Regions from separate parts of the Triticum aestivum genome. Here region 2 is linked to region 1. A link is a contact called in public HiCAR-type data. All regions are on one chromosome and are shown on one strand. Each heading gives the region's core, a stretch centred on a gene start, on an enhancer-like site or on the middle of the called end of the contact. The rest is flanking DNA. Distances are from core to core; before and after follow the strand shown.

What was found. HiCAR-type assays count read pairs that join an accessible place to other places.
Region 2: a contact with region 1 is called in a HiCAR-type map of leaf, with 7 times the contacts expected there. The contact joins the promoter of LOC123053739 here to the promoter of LOC123053738 in region 1. A contact is called at or near these places in 5 of 5 Hi-C or Micro-C datasets (leaf, root and an unstated tissue) and 1 of 1 datasets of contacts at active chromatin or transcription factors (leaf).

Annotation. Positions count from the first base shown.
Region 1 is chr2D:447,521,687-447,525,845 of IWGSC CS RefSeq v2.1, forward strand. LOC123053738 reads left to right here and starts at 2,063. Exons shown (of 4, transcript XM_044477272.1): 1 at 2,063-2,410; 2 at 3,252-3,495; 3 at 3,819-4,061. The coding sequence starts at 2,406.
Region 2 is chr2D:447,718,692-447,722,850 of IWGSC CS RefSeq v2.1, forward strand. LOC123053739 (transcription factor bHLH153) reads left to right here and starts at 2,226. Exons shown (of 5, transcript XM_044477274.1): 1 at 2,226-2,505.

The sequences.
Region 1 (4,159 bases), core at 813-3,312:
GCCATGGTCCGGACCCTCTTCCATGTCGTTTAACTGCAGTTGCCATGTCGCTGAACTACAGTTGCCATGTCGGACAACTACAGTTGCCATGATTGCTCAACTGCAGTTGCCATCTCAGGTCAAGTGCCAGATGTTATTTTTGGACAACTACAGCTGTTGCCATGTATGATCTGGTTTACTATAGTCGCCATGATTTGAAAACTTTAGGGGTTGCCACCTACTAACACTAGGCAGTTGACATGTATGGTCTGGTTTACTACGGTTGCCATGTTTTGAAAACTTTAGGAGTTGCCACCTACTAACACTAGGCAGTTGCCGTGTAGCGCTACAAAGAGACATGGCAAAATAATATGTTCGGGTAAAGAAAGAGTTGACATCTGCTTACAAGCACACTAGGGCAGTTGCCATGTACCCTGCAAAACACATGGCACCTGACATGTTCGGGTAAAAGAGAGAGTTGCCATCTGCTTACAAGCACACTAGGGCAGTTGCCATGTGCCCTGCAAAACACATGGCAACTGACAGCTTTGGGTGTGGGAGAGGAGACGGGCGTGTGGGCAAACTGATAAATGCCCACACACCAGCCCCTGTGCGTGAGTGAAAACTGACGTGTGGACGAACTGCTAAATGCCCACACATCGGTCCCTCCGTGTGGTGAAAACGGGCGTGTGGGCGACCGGATGAATGCCCACACACCAGCCCAGTCCTACATGGCACCACAAACATGCCAAAATTCGTGCAACCACAAACGGACATGGATCCACGCGTGTGGGCGAGATGCAAACGCCCACACATGTGGGCGTTTGTATTTCCGTTTTTTTCGTAGATTGGTTTATTCCAAACATTTGATCTCTTAAAAAGTGAGCCCAAATCACGAACTGTTTTCACCGTTGGAATTCTCGCGCCGAGATTTTCGAAACTAAATCCCATATTAATAGGTTCCGACGAACTTTTTTCATGAAAAAACCAAAAAACGAGTCGGAAGTACGATCCCTCCCCTTTTTCCCTTTTCGAGAGGCACAATTATAGTAGAAGCAAATTTGTGCCTCTCGCGGAAGAAAAATAATAATTTTTTCCTTTCCATGAAGCACATCTGTGCCTCTTGCGGAAGCAAACCTGTGCCTTCACGAGAAGCAAATATATGCCTCTCACGGAAGAAAAAGTACGCGTTTTTCCTTTCTCGAGAGGCACAACTGTGCCTCTTGTGGAAGCAAATCTGTGCCTCCACGAGAAGCAAATCTATGCCTCTAGCGAAAAAAACATATTTTTTTGTCGTTTCAAGAGGCACAACTTTGCCTCCGGCGGAAGCAAATTTATGCCTCCATGGGAAGCAAATTTGTGCCTCTCGTGAAAAAAAAGCGCATTTTTCCGTGCATTTTTTTTATTTTTTGTCCAAAACCTAAGGAAGACCGGGCGAAAACTAAAAAGCCAACCTCCCTACCCCCAAAAAACCCAGCTAAAACCCGAAAACGCGTACAAAAATAAATAGAAAAATAAAATCTTGAGGAAGCGCCCAACACGCGACATATGGCGACGGCTGACGCACTCTTAGCCCACCAAAAAAGACCATTGAGGGGCTTCCTCAAGGGTACCCCTTATTTAGTGTCTGCCATCTGCTAAGTTTATGGGAGATAGGGTCCCATGCTACTATTATACATGAATATTAGAACGTAAAGCTAGTTTTCAGTTTTGTAGTTTCATTCATAAACGCAGAAACTTCAATTTCAAGGCCGATAATCTCGTCAAATTTGTTTGTAATCTTGTTATAGTTAGACATGTGTGGTTGGGCAATCCTTATGACCCAACTGTTGTAATTGTGGACATTACTTTGAATCAATAAAGGCTGAAAAGGCTGACGAGATTTCTCAAAAAAAAATCTGCCGAGTTTAAAACAAACTTTAAAAAATCTGTCGTTTTTAAGTTTTTTTTGAGCCGTTCTTTTTTATGTTTAAAACAGACTTTCAAGAAGCACCATGATATATTTTGGTCTGTTGGCGTGAAGTAGGCCCAGAACTAACAAACCAGCCCAAAAGGGCTACAGTGTACACTGTACAGTACGGTTGTACGAAAAGGTCCCCTCTGTAGCGGAAACAGGACGACGCAATCCAATCCTTCCTCTCCCCACTCCGCCTCCTTCCGCCGTCCCCGCTCTCCGCCCACCGGAGAGCTCGCCGCGGCGCGGCGCGGCGGAGCCGAGCTCTACTCCTCTTCCCGTGCCTTTCTTTCCGCTCCCTCCTGAGTCCTCCCTCTGAATCTCTCCTATAGCCTATACCACAGGCTACAGCTGACGCCTCGATCCCGCCCCCGCCCCCACACGACCGGCCGTCACCGTTCTTCCTCGCCGGGACGTCGCGTTCCTGCTGTATCCACCCCGTCCGCGGTCTTTGGCCATTGGGTTTTGAGGTATGAGGTATTACCCTCCACTCCAGCAATTAGATTAATCCCACTGACCTTCACAATTAAGGGGTGTCCTGGTGCGCACCCGGCACACCATCTAGATCTGCCCCCTGGCTGTCGACCTATGAGCTGTACGTAGTACCGGTTTTGCTTTGCCCGTGGCATGATTTTCTGCTTGTTGGGTAGTACGAGTACATTTTAATTTTACTAAAGAGTATCGGGAATACAAGGGTAGAATGCTGCACTTCAGCCTGCATTGGTGTTCAAGTGTGATCTCATAACGGTTGGCTGTTGTGTTTGCTTTACTTAGCTTTTGGGGTAGTTTTGTGTCAGGCTTGGAATTCCTAAGTACTCCCTCAGTTCACAAATATAAGATGTTCTAACTTTTTTCTGAATCGGATGTATATAGACAAGTTTTATGTGTTTGTTCATTCATTTCAGTCCGTATGTTAGTTCATATTGAAATATCGAAAACATCTTATATTTGTGAACAGAGGAAGTAGTTGATTTCAGGTGGGGCTCATAGGTTTCACCTGATCTCCATCATAATCCTCTCTGAACATCAGGAATTTTGCTTTACCTGGAAATTCTTTTTTCTTCTGCCCAAAATCCCTTCACACGGACTCGGTTTTTGTTTGGGAAGTTGTTGACAACAAACATGCTTAGTTTAGTTCGTAGCAGTAGGGGATTGCACTGGCCTATTCGTTCTATGCAAAAGGTAGAAATTTCATTGTTTTGAAGTAGATTAGTTCAATCGATACTTGATACTGTTGTGGATATTTGACATTCTTCCTCCTAATTCAGTATGTAAGCATTCCTATTTTTAACCTCTATTTGGCTCTGGTTAATTCTAGAATTCAAGAAGTTGGAAACATGAGCTACTGCCAAGCTACAACGTACAAGCCTCTTGGTGGGCTCACTTTGGACAGACCATTAGGTCTTGGGAGAACTTGCAAAATACTTCCTCAACATTCTGTATGGCAACATTTTTCTAGATCTTGCAAGCTGCAAGAGAAAGTATATCCAAGGCTTGTTGTTGCTGCTTGCCATAAGAGGCTTGGTCCTGTATATGCCTCAAGCGGGAAGGGAAACCTTGATTTTGTCAATGATGTAAGTAGCATTCACAGCTTTCTTATGATTGATCATTTACTTACTTTGTGGTGGGGTATCTATTGGAAACTTGCAACCTCCTTGCAGCTTAGCAAAATTGTCAAGTTTTAATTGGTTTGGCACAATGGAAGTTTCTTATTGATGTTGTAGGAATACATTAGTTTCAGGAATTCCTCTTTGTGAAATAGGGATATGGTGTAAAATGGGTTGTGCTGGGCAGTTGATATGCTACACACCAAGCACATCAAGGTTGTTAGGCACAATTGCTCATGTGGGACCATCTGCTAAATTTACTGTTGCTTTCTTTTCAGCCATTCTCTATGGAATCTTTGAACAAAGCAATGGATGGAGCAAAAAAGCAACAGTCTATACAAGGCTTCCTGATGGAGCAAATAGCTAAGATTACAGGACAGGGGTCTGGTGGAAATGGAGGAAATAATAAACGTTATGGAGGCAGTGGTGGTGGTTCTGATGGCCCAGATGACGAATCTTTCACGGATTCGTTGTATGAAGTGGTCCAAGTTGTGTTAGCAACTGTTGCTTTTGTACTCACGGTAATTGCATTGCTCCTTTCTTCCTTATCATTGTCATTCTTTCTGAAATGCTATATTTGTAACGATAGTTCTGTGCAGATTTTTCAATCTCTTATAAT
Region 2 (4,159 bases), core at 976-3,475, 200 kb after region 1:
GAGCATACAAGCTCAAGAACCGGGTTACACTATGTCGGGTCTCCTCTGGGGGGAAGATCCTCAACGGCGTGCGGAGTGGGGATCGTGCACACGTGTGCACTCGGTCGTGGGCGGGATCGTGGGCGCGAGCGGTTGCCAGAGATGAGGGATGACCCTAACGTGCGAGCCCCGCACGTCAGCGAGAGGGGGAGAGAGGGCGGGGGCTGGCTGGCTAGGCTGGCTCATTGCAGGGCCGGCTTGGCTGGCTAGGCCCTTTTCTTTTTCTTTTCTTTTGTTTTTCTATTTTCTGTTTTCTTTTTCTCTCTTTTTTGTTTCTTTCTAAATTCAAATCTGATCAGAATTTGAATTTTATTCCAAAAGCAAAGTGCTCTAAAATATATCTAAAAAATCCTAAGCTGCTGGACCTTTTGTTTGGGCATTTTGGACAAATACTTTATGCACCTTTATTTCCCTTTTGAATTTGAATTTGGTTTCAAAACCAAATGTGTTTCGCATCCAATTTGAAAAATTGGCAAAAGGTTAAACTCATTAGTTGGACTTATGAAATTCACTTTCCTGCCAAATAATTGCAAACCCATTCTTAAATAATTTCCCTTGGCCTTTGAATTGATTTCAAGATAAATTTAATTCAGTTGTTAGGAAAAACATTTTGGCTTGAATATTACTTGGGACTTACTAAGGATAGCCTTATGCCTAAATAATATTTCAAAATGATTTGGTTTCAACCAAAGGCTGGCTAGATTTCTACTAGTTGCATTAGGCTTTTAACCCTTCTTAAGTAGACAATCAAACAACAGTCATGCAAATCAAGGTCAATCACAAGCAATCCTAGGCATTCTTGGGTCTTTACTAGAATTTTTTTAATTCCCTATGAAATTTTTAACATACCAGATTTGGGAAAAATCTAGGGTTTGACAATATACTCTTTCCCTCTCAGGAACATAAACTTTTGTTTGAAGTCAAACACTGCACAGTATGATCAAGTTTATAGGAAAAATCATCAACAATTACGAAAACTACATATAACTAAGATATTACGGAAATATATTCTGTTCACTGCCCAACAATATTAATTTGATATCGTAGTTCTTGATAGTCTTTCTTAGAAACGACTTTGGGTCGTTTGACTCAAGACAAAATTGACATGCCTTCTTTCTAGGGGAGTGAGTATAAAAGTTGAAATAAACCAGGGAAACCAGGCAAATATTCGAAGATAGAAGAGAAAAAGTAAGAATACACGTGACCCTCTTTACTTTCCGGAACCATTCCAAATTGCTAAATGCGGCAATACGCGTAGGCGCCGTAGCTTTTGCCAAGAGCGGCACGCAACGCCTGCTAGCCACCGCACGTCTACACACCTATGCCATACATACGTATTTTTCTTGTCGACGGAAGACACCACCAGGCTGTATACACATCGCTGTACTGCGTCGCATACCCCAGCCCGGCGGTATTCTACCATACACCAGACGTGGACAAGTCGCCGGTCGACGATCCCGCCCGCGGTGCATGCAGAAAGAAAAACACACCTGGTGGCTGGCGATCGCCGTCCCTTTCGGCGCATGCAGCCCCGCACAAATGTCACCCGCACGGCGCCCCCACGCCCGCGCCACGCCGCACGTCCTCCCGCTGCGGCCTGCGCGGCGCGGCACGGCACCGCACCGCAAAGCGAGCGAGAGAGCGAGCAGACGGGCCCGTTTGTCCCCGTCCCTCTCCGTGGGCTGGGCATATGGCGTCACCCCCTGAGCCCTGTCCTCTCCTGCTGCGCCCCTCTCCCCCGGTCACGCCTTTGGCCCCATATCCTCTCCCTCTCCCTCTCTCCTCTGGATATTAGCTGTCATGGAAAGTGAGGCGAACGGACAAACCGCTACACGCACGCAGACACGCCATCCTCGGGCGACCCAGCAGTTCCACGTCACCTTTTCTGCGGCCTTTTCGCTTTGCTTGGTGCGGTCTGGGACGTGCGCCGGAGGATTTCGTGGGAGAATCCATTTCATTTCCACAACGCCCGTCCGTCGTCACGCTCGGTCGGACAGATAGCGCGCCGCTGTTCTGATAAAGCATCAGTTTCCTTCCTTGTCTTAGAAAAAGAGATATCTATCTACTCTCAAAAGAAAAAAGAAAAGAGAAATCTATCTATCTATCCATCTGCAGCGTACGCGGCCGCTGCCGCTGGCCACCACCCGCTCCCTGCCCGCGTCTCTCTTCTTCTGTGTATATAAATGCTCAGGGCCTCCCTGATTCCCAAATGTCCCAGGCCGGCCCCTCTCTCCCCACTCCTTCCTTAAACCCCCCATAAGCCTTGTTCCTTTCCCTTCTCTCTAGCTACTCTTGCAGCCTCGCTCCTCTTCTCCAGCAGGCCTCTCCGGCTCCAAACACGAACGGTGAGGAGGCGCCGGAGCAAGCTGCCGTCGCGGCGCGCCACTGCCGGTGGAGTCGAGTCTCGAAGCCGGAGTAGTGGAGATAGAGCTTCTGCCCCCTCTCGGCGGCGTTGATCCTCTGCAGGTAAGACCCCGGCCTCTCTTTTAATCCAAAGAACCTCGCGAAGCATGATGCAGTGATTAGTTAGCTAGCTTGCTAGGTTCTTCTCGGTCTGTTAATTACTTCTCTCCAGTATCAGTGTCTGTTAACTATCGATCGCTAGCTAGCTGATGCAGCTAACCACACGGAGGCCACTTTTTCTTGCTTGCTTGACTTGACCATGGCGCCGGCTTGAGACTTTAAAGCGTAGCTGCCACACCAGCCATGGCGGTCTTCTTACCGTCCGTTCTTTGAGAGAGAGAGGGAGGGAGGAGACGGAGGAGCAGGCGGTGGCGTGTGTATGGCGCGAGCCACAGACGCGTACACGTACGTACGTGTCAGCAGGCGCAGCGGGAGCGGGCGAGGCTCTCTCTACAGCTGGGTCCCGGGTGGACATCTAGCTACGTCGGCGACCGGATTAATTAGACGTGACCCGACCCCGACCAGACCCGCGCTTAATTAAGCGCCGGGGTGGTTGATTAGGCGCCGGATATGTATGTATGCATACGAACATAAACAAACGCCCCGGCCCGTGATTGCGTCGCGACGAGGCAAGTACGCAGGAGCATTCATTACGGCTGGTAGACCAGTGACAAAATGTACTCTCATTACAAACAAACAGTAATAGTTTCGACCAAAGAAATAAAAAAGGTAACAGTGAGTGGAGTACTACGTCTACGGTACTAGCATGGCATGGAGACATGAGGGAAAGCCCTACCGCTCGAGCGCATGCATGCGTTGCTAGTTGACAAATTCGTCAATCATCTTTTCTGTTACCAGCATCGCATCATCGACGGGACAAAGCGTCTTGTCCTTTCTTCTTTCCCAGCTTCCTTCCTTCCACACTTCACCCACCTGCCACCCCCTTTTTCTCCTCTCGTCTCATCTCATCTCATCTCTCTCAGGTAAACCAAAGAAAAAGTGTACGAAGCCATGCATCCATACAAAAGCCCATAACATCTTTACAGCAAAAAGTGAAACCAAAGCTAGCAACGCCACTGATATGATAGAAATCAAAGTAATTTCCCTAGTGTAAACAGTAGGAGCACACTATACTACTACTAGAGTTGCCTTACTGCTTTCCAAATGGAATGATCAGGGCAGGTGGGCTAACTTTGATAGGGTCCAAATAAGCCCATTGCTCCTGTACCTAGTCAATGGGCCTGTAGCCCGATGGAATCCCCGGAATGGTTCACAAATGGAAGAGAGCCGCGGGTACAGCAATGCCACTGCATGCTGGCCACCCTGAACCAAATATATTAGCTGGCGCCTTGTTGTCTTCCTTCCTTCCTCCCCAACCGAAGGATGGGGCCCCTTAACTGGCCGGGACGTGATGACGAAGTGTACTCCTATGCTATGCTACCCACCTATGTGGTACTCATGCTGGTTGATCATCACAAGCCAGAGGCTACTACACACGCAAGGACATCGATCACGTTTGTTTGATTGTTTCTACTGTCGGATCGATCGATGGAGATTGATCATTAAGTTCGTTGCCTACCGCATTTGTACAAATATTGTGCTGTAAAGTGTATACCCTCCTAGTATGATCGTACAAACGTTTTACATTGTTATTTTTGCTGCCTATGCTACCCCCTTTTTCGGGTTTGTAAGGCATGCATTTATTTCTTTTTTCAAA